Linked DNA regions of Sus scrofa: regions 2 and 3 are each linked to region 1. A link is a contact called in public HiChIP or PLAC-seq and promoter capture Hi-C data. All regions are on one chromosome and are shown on one strand. The core of a region is the stretch at or near the end of the contact, and the rest is flanking DNA. Distances in the headings are between cores, read along the strand shown.

Region 1 (3,956 bases), core at 1,085-3,584:
AGGGGAGGACCAGCATTCCAACCGAGGCGAGGAGGGCTGTCCGATCGGGGTGGGGTGGTGGAATGCGTGAAATGCGTCTGCGAGAGGACCGCGGGCCTCCTACACCTCCTCGGTAGAGGCGGGACCCCCACCAGGGATCCCTTCCGAGGGGTCTGGCTTCCTGGGCAGGATCTAGCTTTGCCCTAACTAGGGTTTTCCGGGTCCCCACGAAAAGGATATCCCGAAAAGGAGCTGCCAACCGAGCTAATCAGACTAGTTTTGAAGAGTGAAAGCAGGTCTACGAGGTGAAGAAAGAACGAGAACAGAAACCTCCCATGGAGACAACATTGCTGCTTTGGCCCAACTTTGCCAGAGAAAACCCCCATGTAAATCGCAAAAATAACAGGCAGGAAAGGTTTGGGTGGGCGGGATGTGTCCCCAAAAAGCTTCGAGGAGAAAGCAGAGCCTGCTGCTGGTAACCCGGGCAGAAGGAAATGTGAAGGGAACCCTTTCTCAGAGACAACCCCTTGTCTAGGGCACCAATCGGGGCTGAAAGGAACAGAGCGAGGGAAGCACTGGGGTCTCTCCAAACTGCCCCGGAGCCTGCACAGTAGGCTTCGCCAGTGCGGGGGCGGTGGCGGGGGGTGCCAGTGGGCCGGACCGCCCGCCTCTGCCGCGGGGGAGGGGCGCGGCTGCGGCGGGGCGGGGCTTCGAGGGCCCGGGCGGGCCGGGGGCGGAGCACAGGTGGTGTTGATACACAAAGAGCAGGCACCCAGCGGCTGCGGCCCCGCCCACTGACGCGTACTCCCGGGCGGCCGCTAAAACCCGCCGCTCGCCGGGCTGCTCCAGAGCCGCGCGACGCCGCCGTCCGGGAGCACTTTCCTCGCCTCACCGCCGGCAGCCCGACCACGCGTTCCCACACACTCGCGCCTTTCCTTTCAGACGGCGGACGCCGGACGATTGGGGCGGCAACGTACCATTTCCCTTTTTAAATTAAAATTCTTTTCCTGTCTGTTGTTGGGGTTTTGTTTTTGTTTTTGTTTTTTTACAATTTTTGTTTGACTGAGAAAAACTCACCGAAGGCCTTTGCGTGTTGTTTCCGGGATACAGGAGCCGAGACCTCTGAGGTAAAGCGCGCGGGGGCGTCTGTGCAAAGGGCGCGGGCCCCCGGCGGAGCGGGGGAGGGGCGTCCGGGAGGGGCCGCGGCGGGAAAGCAGCTGCGGGTGGTTTGCTTCAGCGGAGGGTGTTTTCGGTCTGCTGGCCAGTCTTCGACCCCGGCCCGCACGAGGGTCACCGCCCTCCTCCGGGCGGGGGAGGGGCGCGACGCAGGGGCCGCGTGCCCGCCCGGAGCGGAACCGCATCCTCCCGTTAGGGGGAGGGGAGCCAGCTGGGCCCGCGGCTCCGCTGCGACAAGTCTTCTGACTGATTTGAATTAATGAAAACAATTACAGCCAAGGGTCCCGGAATTCGGGGGCGGCGGAGGAGGGTTCGGGTTTTTAGTATAGCTTGGGGGCCAGGACTGGGGAAGAGCAGCCGGGAACGTTTGACAATCGGCGATCGATATTGCATCAGTTTCCTTTCCGGGCATAGGAGGGGCCAACCGGGCGAAGCGCTCGCGGGCCGAATGCCTGTGGACGGGTGTGCTCGAAGGCACGGGCGTGCGCGTGTAAACAAACCTTAGGCGCTTCTGCGAGCCCGCGAACGGACGTCCTCCCCTTCTCGGGAGAGGAGCACTCGTGTCAGCCCTTTTCGCCCGCTTTGAGTCTGTGTGCCGCAGAGGCATTTCCCCTTCTGGGGGCTCCGGGAGTGAAAGGACGGACGACGCGGCATTGCTGTTGCAAATGCCAGACACGGGGAGCTTTGCGCTTGGGCTCTGGGCTGCTTGCACATCCAGCCAATGTTTGGGTGGGATGTGTGCCCTGCGTGCATGTGCATGACCAAGGAGGCTTCGAGAAAAGCAAGAGACTCCTTCCCGTGAAAGTGGAGAGAATGGAGAGGGCGAAACTCTAAATTCCAGTGGCGAGAGGCCGCGGGGTTCAGAGGGCGCGGGCCTCCGAGGCCGCAGCGCTGCAGTGGGACCATCTTTGTTCTCCGCGGCTCCGCGGTCTGTACTTTTCCGCCCCTCCGCGCGCGCCCCCGCCCCTCGCGCTCGGCTGGTACTTTTCCACTCGCCTGGCCAGGGATGAATCAGCCGCGCTGCGCCGCCCGGCGGCGTCACGTGACCAGGGCGGGCGGGCGCTGCAGTCCTGACGCGCCGCCTCTACCTTCACAGGCAGCCGCCCGGGCCCGTGCATCGCCAAGGACAAAAGGCACCCGGCGTTACTTGCTGCTCCCGATTCCTGTCGCTCCACAGCATGAAGAAAACCGAAATGGGAAGGTTCAATATTTCTCCGGATGAGGACAGCAGCAGCTACAGTTCCAACAGCGACTTCAACTACTCCTACCCCACCAAGCAAGCTGCTCTGAAAAGGTGGGAGAAGTTGTGTGCTTTTTTAAAAAACGACTTGTATATACACTGAAGGTTCTTTACCTGGGACTCTGCTTCTGTTGCTTTAATTTACTGTAGCGTTTGGAGAGACTGTGCAATTTTTGAGATGATGGGGTTTATTGCAATGACATGATATCCTGTAAAAGTCTTCCAGTTAAAAGACTCCTAGTTAATGTGCATTTAAATAAAGATGTGTGACAGCTAAATGGGATGGGGGCTTTTGTGTTAAAGCATTCCTTTGTATCTTTCAGCCCAATTTAGGATTTTTTTCTCTTTTTTTGCAGCCATTATGCAGATGTAGATCCTGAAAACCAGAACTTTTTACTTGAATCGAATTTGGGGAAGAAGAAGTATGAAACAGACTTTGTAAGTTAAAAACAATATTTTGTATCTCTGTGGCTTTATGGACTAAAAGAATAGTTTTACTTTTAGATTTCAAATCTAACTTGCCCAAAGCTGGTTTTTCTCCTTTTAATTATTGTTATATGTTTGGTTATCGTTTCCCTCTATGTAGCATCCAGGTACTACTTCCTTTGGAATGTCAGTATTTAATCTGAGCAATGCGATTGTGGGCAGTGGAATCCTTGGGCTTTCTTATGCCATGGCTAATACTGGAATTGCTCTTTTTATGTAAGTATGTGTAAGTAGAGAGTCTGCCATGCAGGGCAGTTAATATGATACAACGTATATTTTGGCTCCAGAGACTGAATTTACAGTTGAAGTAGTTAAAAGTCATTTGCTTGAAATTTAAAATATGAGAATTCAGAAAAATCTCTTTATTCTACTATTTAGCTGCATGATACTAAAAAAGCCAATTAGAGAGGAAAAATTAGGACAACATCCAAAACTGATAATTAAACTGAAAGTGTTTAAGTCAGTGGGAATAGTTAAAATTGAAAAGTGATTGGCTATTAAAAAAGAATTGTTGATAAGTCCTGGGTAGTTAGAATTTTTGTTCTGGCAAAATCTGAAGCAAGAGGTATTAAAAAACATGGTATCTCCAAGTCAGTTGGTAAATTGACAGTCATCCCAAGGACCTGTGGCCCCTTATGTACATAAGGAACACAACTAGTTTTTTTTTTTAAATATATAGGGTGTGGTGGTATTTGCCTAACCTGGAACATGTTTGTTTTGAGACAAGTGAGTCATAATCTTCTGGACACAGAAAAGCAACCCATATGTGATTTTTTTTTTTTTAATACATATTTCTTCAGGCCTTGTGATTGCCACAGCAAAAGAGGAATATTTTAATAACTATCCGCTTTGAATTGCTTTTTTTCTTTTTTCTTACCCAGTTAGAATTAGTTATTCCTGTACTTTCCAGCATAAATACTTAGAATTTTGGAACTATGTACTTTAGAACAGTGGTTTTTAACTGTTTGGGGGTCACTGACCCTTGGAGAGAATATAGTAGAAAAGTTTGGACCTTTTCCCAGGAAAACAAAAGAAAAATGCGTGTAAAGTTGCGTACACATTTTCAGTGACGTGT
Region 2 (3,974 bases), core at 975-3,474, 49 kb after region 1:
TGAACAGGAATCACTTTTCTCACATCCTCTTTCACCACTTATTGTCTTAAGTGAACATGTCCAACACAGTCTCTTCAAACCTGCTTTCTTGTTTATACAAACAAGGTAACACTTGAGTAGCTGGAAGGATGAAATGTGATAATATTTACATATAAAGTGCTTAACGCAGTAGCTGGCAAGGACTGAAGTCCCATTCATCACCACTGAATCCAATTTGAAAAATGCTCCTCAGCTGCAGTCTTGGGTGCACAGAAATGAACAAATAAGTTAAAATTGTCATCAAAAGAGAAGCTTGAGATCAGCTACACATGCTGTATCTGGCAGATACACATTCTGCTCAATAAGGTAAACATCTCGACAGGCTTACGGAGTGATGCTTGCCCTCTACCTACTTAGCCTATTCAGATCTCTTACCTTATTCATAGTAAGAATGATCTCTTCCCCGCAAGGTGCACACTACTTAAAAATGGGTAATTTCTTTCTAAATTAACTTCCTCTAGGAAGGAAGGGGAGAAGAACCAACTTTTTTTTGGTGACTTGTAGAATATTGGTATGATGTGGTAGCACTAACCCTCTTTTTTTTTTTTTTTTTTTTTTTTTTAAACAAATTGGGAAACAGGACTAAGGACAAAAGCGAAGCAGGTGAGAGAAGCAGTGTCAGGCAGAATTCATCGCAGGTCTGTGGGGGCGAGGCTGTCCACCACCTTCCTCCTACTATTTGCCCTGCCTTTCAGTTTCTTGGGTTTATTCAAGAGCGGGCCTTCTGAAGGTGGTTCTCAGACATTCCCCGTTGAACTAATGAAGACCATTTAATGCCATCCGAGGCAATGAGGATTTTAGTCAGCTGTGAGGAGTGTGGTTGTCCTCTCGTTTTTCCAGCGATGATTAAAAAAACCATAGTCCCTCCATGGCACAGACTACTCGGTCTGCCCGCTTGAAATTCTCCAGGTAGGTTAATTTTTGAATGATGATTCACCTTCCCTTTCCTGTTTTGATGGAACACGGAGACGGAACCATTCCCGTCAATAAAAGGCTCGAGTTTCCACCCCGCAAATTCGCGCGGTGCTGACAGTCTAATTGGCTGGCGCGCAGGTGGGATTTCCTGTCGCCATTTTAAGGAAACACACGTCCCTGCAAGGAAGTGTCCAGTCAGTGCAAAGGAGCTGTGCCTGGAACAAAGAGAGAGCAAAAGAAAGGGAAACGGGCCCAGCTGTCCCAGTCTCCTCCAACCTGCTCTCTCGCCCCACGCTGACCCCCGATTTCGAGCGCCCGGTTCCGTGAACCCAGACGCGCCGGGCCCCAGGGCCGGGATTACGTGGGGTCTCCCCGCGGGCCGAAGCCCACCTGCAGTCCAGCAAAATCACCAATCCCCCAAAGAAAGTCCCCCAGCACAGAGCTCCGGGAGGGCTGGCGAGGTATCCGGAAGAGGGGAGGCGCCTCCGTCGGCGGGTTACGCACAAAGGGTGTCCAGGGGTGCTGGCGCGCCCCGGGGCTCTGGCCACTTCGCCCCCACCCCCGGCAACCCCGGTATTTTGTTGCAGTCCCGGGAGCCGACACGCCGTTCCCTCGCTGCCCGTGACTCGCGGGGCTACGCGCGGACCCACCACTCCGGCCGCCATCCTCTCCCAGCTCCCTTCCCACAATGCAACTCCCGCGCTAGCGCGTCCCCGCTCGGCCCTGGCGTATCCCAAACGCGCCCCTCGCCCCCAAGCCACCAGCCCTCCTGGCCTCCTTCCGAACCCCCTCAGCAACCCCCATCTCCATCCCCGAGGGCTCCGGGTCTCCAGCCGCCGCCGCGACTGGGTTCTGGCTTGCTGCCCGGCCCCAGGAGGGCGTGGGGCAGGTGTCCAGGCTGCGCGCAGCCTCCGCTCCCGGTGCCACCGCCGGCGCGCCCAGCACACGCGCGTTCGCAACCCCTGCCTGCCTCTTGCGATGATGCTCAGTCTCCGCCAGCTGCGGTCGCTGCATCCTCGGCGGGCTGCGACCGGGAGGCTCCAAGGGGCGGCCGCCGGCGGGGTCACCATGTGACGGGCACCGCTCAGAGACACGCAGCTTCGGTTAAAGAGCGGGCGCGCAAGAGCAGAGGCGACGGCTCACGGGACGAGGAGGAATAGCCTGACTTTCCCCGCTAAACCATCACGAGCCATGGTTGCGCCAGGGCGACGCGCCCCCTGTAGGAGAATGACTGCGACTCGGGACCCTCAGCGGTCGAGCGTGTGGATGTAAGTGTGAGGCTGGCGAACACTGTGTGGATGGGGATTGGTCGTGGGGGAGCTTCTGATGCAATCGGCCCCAAAAGGAGGAGGAGAGAGCCAAGAGAGCGCAGGCTGGGGCAGCCACACCGCTCCTCCTGAAGGTCGCCGCCCTTCACCTTCCTCCCGCCACGCCACGCCGAGCCTCCCCGCCCAACTCTAGCTGACGGAGGCCACCTTTTCCCCGTCGAAGCAGCCAGACCTTGACACAAAGGACATCGCTCGCCGGGGGAAAAGCCCGGAAGGGCGGATATCTTGACGTCTCCCTTCGCCACTTTTCCCTTTATTATCCCAGGTAAGGCGATTTTCCACTCCCCGGGAGAGCTGAGGGAGTGGCGGCGGGGAGGGGAAGGGATGTTTTAGATGTGAGAGGAGACGGTAACGCAGAAGTCATCCATGCGGCGTGAAAGGAAGGAGTGCGCGGCTGTGCGGGATGCGTTGGGATTTTTGCCTTTAAGAAAAGTCCAGAACTCCGGTTCTTCTGACTGCCCGCAGCAGAGTAAGGAGGCGCCGGAGCCCGATTTCACCTTTGAGTGGGCTGTGGCTTACTTCTGGGGTCTTGTTTTCAGAGTGGCAGATTGTGGCACCAGATTTGGTTAAATTATATGAGGATCAGGGACCACGCGGGGGGAGAGCGCAGCCGACATGAGGGCGAGACTGCGTACCCGAGGAGTGTATGAATGCCGGGCATTTGCGGGGAATTTCCTGTGTCTGCAGGGCCCTAAGGAGGACATGTGATGTTTCCGGGGGGTTGCGTGCGGCCGGCTGGGTCTTAGGGACTGGCTGCTGGCCTGGGGAGCGGAGGCGCGGAGCGGGAGTAAACAGGAGCACGCGTGCCGGCCCTTCTCGAGCTCTGCCCGGCTCTCAGTAACCGAGAGGAGTGGGAGGATGCGGGGCGGGGAGCATTACTAAAGGATGCTGGCAGTGACTCACTGCCCTTTCCCGCCCCGAAGAGGTTCTTTCCCAAACAAAGAAGGGGAGAAAAGGAGAATTGCGGTTTTCTGAGAGCTGGGATCTGCTGGAGCTGACGAACAAAAGGCCACCGCTTGCACGGGGGCCGGGGCTCGGAGGATCCTCGTCTCCATTCCCACCTCCTCTCCCAAGACCTGCATCTCGCTCAGGTCCCTAAAGGTGGCCACAAAAGGCCTTTAACCTCGCCGCCAGCAGTGCTGGAAGGAAAACGCTCCTTCGCACTAGTGCGCGTCCCCACCGCGGCAATCCGCTTCCCGGAGCATCGGGAGCCTCAGCATCCACTGGGACCCCCAGGTTACGGGGCTGCCTGGGCGTCGCTTCCCTGCGGAACCGCCCGGCCCAGGGCTTGGGCTGAACCGTAGACAGTGAAGAAGGCACAAGTAAGTACATATGGCGGCAAAAAGAATTTCGCGGTAAGAGCGTCACGGCGCTTCTGGTGCCTTTCACAGGCTGTCTTCGGCTTGGGAAGGTGGTGCTACAATCTAGAGTCCTTTGTGTCGCCCTCTGCGGCGCGGACCCAGTTTTCATAGCGCTGGTTCTCCGGTGAAAATCTAACTGCCACCAGGATCGTATACTATCGCAGTCGAATCCCTGGGATGTGTGTAGTAGAGGGGAAAAGACCCCAGCGAGAGGAAACGTTATGTATTTGCATTTGGGAAGGGATCTGGCATCTCTGCCGTGGGTTTAAAATTTTTTAACGTAGAGGGGAGGAGAGACTAAATCTATGGTTTGCAGACTGCAAGGCCCAGC
Region 3 (3,928 bases), core at 999-3,498, 48 kb before region 1:
TGAATACACAGGTTAATTTAGGAAGAATTGACAACTTTACAGCTTTGATTACTTCCGAGGAAGATCCAGTTATTTCCCTATTTTTTCAAGCCTTCTTTTATTCCCTCAGTGTAGCAAAATGATTTTCTTTGTAAAGGCCCTATGAATTTCATATGAAGATTGTTCCCAATCATGTTGTGATGTTTTGTTATTCATTCACTTATTCAATAAATGCTTCTTGTTGTCAATCATGTGCCAGACACTGTTCTAGGAGCTGGGAATGCAGCAGTGAACAAAAAATTGTTCTCTGCCCTCATGGATGTCATGTTCTAATAAGAATGGAATTCTTTTTTCCCTTATATTTTTTAACTAGCAATATTTGGTATAAAAGAGAGCTATTGAGTTTGGGGTACTTCTTTTAACATATCTTCTTACTAAATTCTCTCATCATTTCTTTTTTTAAAGACTTTTATTTTTCCCATTATAGTTGGTTTACAGTGTTCTGTCAATTTTTTACTGTATAGCAAAGTGACCCAATCTCTCTCTCTCTCTCTCTCTCTCACACACACACACACACACACACATATTTTTCTCACATTATCCTCCATCTTTTTCCATCACAAATGACTAGATATAGTGTATTGCAATTGATTTTCTAGTTTTACCAAATAGACAATCATATCACTTGCAGATACTAAAAAAATTTGCCATCACTTTTCCAAAGATGAATATCTCTAGTCTATTTTCCCCTTTTATCTGTTGGCAAAATGAAGTTTTCCAATACAGTCCCTGTATTTATCCACAATTGGATTTCTGGAAATTAATTCCATATTTTTAGTCAAGAAGAAAAGTCACAAATTTTTTTAAATATTTAGGACTGTATAATATACCAGAAATGAATTTAGGTATCAAATTATCTGATATGATCCAAATATCTGATATGATACAATTGACAATAGTTGTATGCAACTGATGCAAGTCATTTTGAGAAAATATTAATTTTTTTCTCTTTGCTGGCAGACTGTTTAGGAACCTAACTCCCTGAGTCAGCTACTGTTGAATCTATTTTTTTAATAAAACATAAAACCATGGTTCTCCATTGAAAGTTAGAGAACATAAAATCTACTGATTTCTTTTATATTACTTTCTGTTTGCCAATTACTTGTACAAACACTGAAGTAGCTAAAGATTTAATTTGCATATCCAACCACAATAAAACAAGGATGCCTGAGTAAAGTCTTACATCACAGCTGTAAACTAAGATTTTCTGAGGAGTTACATTTGTCCTAATAATATAAGACAGGGATTAAGAGCAATTATACAACACCCATTTCTGCAACTAAAGAAATGAGGTTTGGCAGCCTGAAGAGTCTTGAGCATGCTAACGCTGTCAGTAGCAGAGCGTGGACAAAAACTTTAGTTTTCTGCTTCACATCAAATACTCTTTCCACCGTGCTCTCCCTTTCATTCGGCATTACCTGCGTCACTAGAAACACTCAAATATGTTTCTTCACTTACCTAGAAATTGTTGTGTTACCTTTGCCTATTATTTTAGGAGGAAATCATTTCTTATAAAATTCACATATGGCTTTTGATTTTGTGGCATCCTTTTCCTGGAGGTTCAAAGAATGAGCGTATGCTTGAAGAGTAAATTCTTACAACAGGTCTGTGGGGCGGGGGGGTGGGGAGCAGAAATGATGAGTCTCCTGTGATATAAATCAACATTCTAATCGTTAAAAAATAGATGCACTCATTCATAAGTGTCACAAAACACTCCAAACTGAATAGGAAGGAATATCTGAATGGAACTGATAACAGCCAAGCCTGAAGAGGAAGCACAACAGCCCATTACGAGCTATTGAAAATTTCCATAGAGAGAAAAAAAAAATGACATACAGCAGGAAATTCCTGACCAGTAGTGTAATCTCTTACATAAAATGTGTTGGCAGATAAATGGATTTTTATGATTTTGCTTACACCCACTACTTATTGCCCCTTCAGATATGTCACCTTGTAACTGTATTTTAACTTCACTCTAACTCTGTTTAATGGAATTGGAGGTTCATCTTAATCCCCTCAAATACTCTTGGTCCTTTGCCAAACATGGGGGAAGAGGTTAGTAACTAAAACACTGAAACTTGCTATAAGTTAGGCCTAGGAAAATATTATATTGCGATTTAATATAGTAATACCCTAATTTACCAATATCGTACATAGGAATTAGGCAGTGGAAAAAAAAACTTTTTTGGCCGCGCCCACAGGACACAGAAGTTCCGGGCCAGGGATCAAGCCTGAGCCACAGCAGTGACAACACTGGGTCCCTAACCTAGGTCACCAGGGAATTCTAGCAGTGGAAATTTTAATATACTGATTAAGGCCATAGCTATAGAACTATAAACGTGGCACTGAGAGTAAAGAGCTAAAAAGTAGGTGAAGTAAGTATGTATCAAAGTCAGGCACATGTTAAATTCTGACTTAGGTGTTTTACTTAACAGTATCTCATTTCACTTTTATAACTACACTGAAAAATGACTATTATGCTCATCCCACAGAGCAGAAGACTGAATTTCTAGAAGATACAGTTATATAATCCATGCCCTCCCACTTCCGAGGCAGACCTAGATTTCGTAATTCCTGGCTCTGCCACTTTCTGCCTGGGCAACCCTGGGCCAATGTGAGCCTTCCTTTCCTCACTTGTAAAATGAAAGTGATGGCACCCGCCTTCCCACTTCATAAGTTGGTGCGAATCAACTTAACACTGAAAGCAAAACACGTTGGCGGTTACCACTGAACACAAACAAAAGGTTAAACGAATAAGGGAAAGTGATGGGAATTGATTTCTAAATTATTTTTCTCAGACACTTTGTTTTCAATGCTTGATTACACAATACTGAGCTGTGTTTTCCAGGCAAGGTCTTTCTGGTTGAGCGTCAATGAATCATTTCCTTCATATTCAGATGAAAGATATGCCTGGGTAGGTTGGGTTCCCACCCTGCTTTATCTTAACAATCCATACATTGCAGGTAAGCAAACAATTAGGATGTTAAGAATATCACTCCTGGGCGTCTTAGGGTTCCCTCTCTGCAGAAATTTCCAGCACAAAAGACAAGGACTGTAGGGTCACTGACCTACTGACACTGGGTCTACAATGACTAACTTCCATACCGGTAAAATGAGAAGCAAGAGGAATAATTTCGGCATTTTCCATTTACCTTGTCAAGTAAACTTGATTTTCAAAGGAAATCTCAAGCGGCTCCACAACATAAACAGATCATAAAAGCAATATTTCATTAGAGTAATTTATCGGTTCAATTTTGTTACATGTTTTTATTATAAGATTAATAAATGACACAATGAGCTTTAAGGAACACAAAAAATTTGAAATTGGAAGTTATTCGTGACAGTGATACAAATCACTCAGGATCCAAAAATTTCGTTTTGCTGTTTTCACTAAAATTGAGAGAAGTTTGATCCACAAGCAGTTGCAAATGAGAACAGTTTATGTTGGTTGGTGGCTTGGTCTTGTTTTTGTGGTTTGGATGTTTTATCCTGTGTTCATATTTAACAGCTTATATTGCTTTTCAATTAAACAGTTAGCCAGAGAGAATTTGTTTGGAAATGTGCACAGAAATAAGTTAACCTGGCCATATAAGTTAACATCATCATAATTTAATATTGTTCTGAAGGTATGTGTAGATAAAATGATTGTTTAGCTGAGGGACTCAAGAGAATCAGCTGAAAAACTATATAAACAATGAAAGACTCCAGTATGGTAAAAACCACAATACGGGAAAATCAATAGTCTTCATACACACAAACAACAACCAGAAGAGATAACAGAATCATTCTACTCACCAAAAAAAAAAAAAAAAAAAAAAAAAAAAAAAAAGATGAAAGTTCCTCAAGAAAAACTTAATTGCTATTTTTTAAAAGACTCATACAAATGGAA

The links. Promoter capture Hi-C pulls out the DNA fragments that hold promoters and counts their contacts. HiChIP or PLAC-seq counts read pairs in DNA pulled down with a chosen protein or histone mark.
Region 2: an H3K27ac HiChIP or PLAC-seq map of skeletal muscle shows a contact between it and region 1. The contact joins the promoter of SLC38A1 here to the promoter of SLC38A2 in region 1. A contact is called at or near these places in 1 of 5 promoter capture datasets (liver), 6 of 47 Hi-C or Micro-C datasets (embryonic fibroblasts, fetal heart ventricle, heart right ventricle and 2 more) and 1 of 2 datasets of contacts at active chromatin or transcription factors (skeletal muscle).
Region 3: a promoter capture Hi-C map of liver shows a contact between it and region 1, with 3 times the contacts expected there. The contact joins the enhancer-like site here to the promoter of SLC38A2 in region 1. A contact is called at or near these places in 2 of 5 promoter capture datasets (both in liver), 5 of 47 Hi-C or Micro-C datasets (embryonic fibroblasts, liver, retroperitoneal adipose tissue and 1 more) and 1 of 2 datasets of contacts at active chromatin or transcription factors (skeletal muscle).

Annotation. Positions count from the first base shown.
Region 1 is chr5:77,124,521-77,128,476 of Sscrofa11.1, reverse strand. It overlaps SLC38A2 (solute carrier family 38 member 2), which reads left to right and starts at 2,334. Exons shown (of 15, transcript NM_001317081.1): 1 at 2,334-2,449; 2 at 2,752-2,833; 3 at 2,982-3,097. The coding sequence starts at 2,334.
Region 2 is chr5:77,074,973-77,078,946 of Sscrofa11.1, reverse strand. It overlaps SLC38A1 (sodium-coupled neutral amino acid transporter 1), which reads left to right and starts at 2,224. Exons shown (of 18, transcript XM_003355629.4): 1 at 2,224-2,547. LOC110260812 reads right to left here and starts at 2,224. Exons shown (of 1, transcript XM_021092993.1): 1 at 571-2,224. The coding sequence starts at 2,024. The coding sequence ends at 1,074.
Region 3 is chr5:77,172,186-77,176,113 of Sscrofa11.1, reverse strand. The region is part of intron 1 of LOC106510390 (a long non-coding RNA gene); the gene reads right to left. Among named protein-coding and RNA genes, the nearest start is that of SLC38A2, 48 kb to the right of the region's middle. Within about 2 kb of position 2,248, at least 25 of the 83 cell types and tissues checked have an H3K27ac peak or open chromatin away from gene starts, as enhancers often do. A contact at or near this core is called in liver and retroperitoneal adipose tissue, where this site is marked.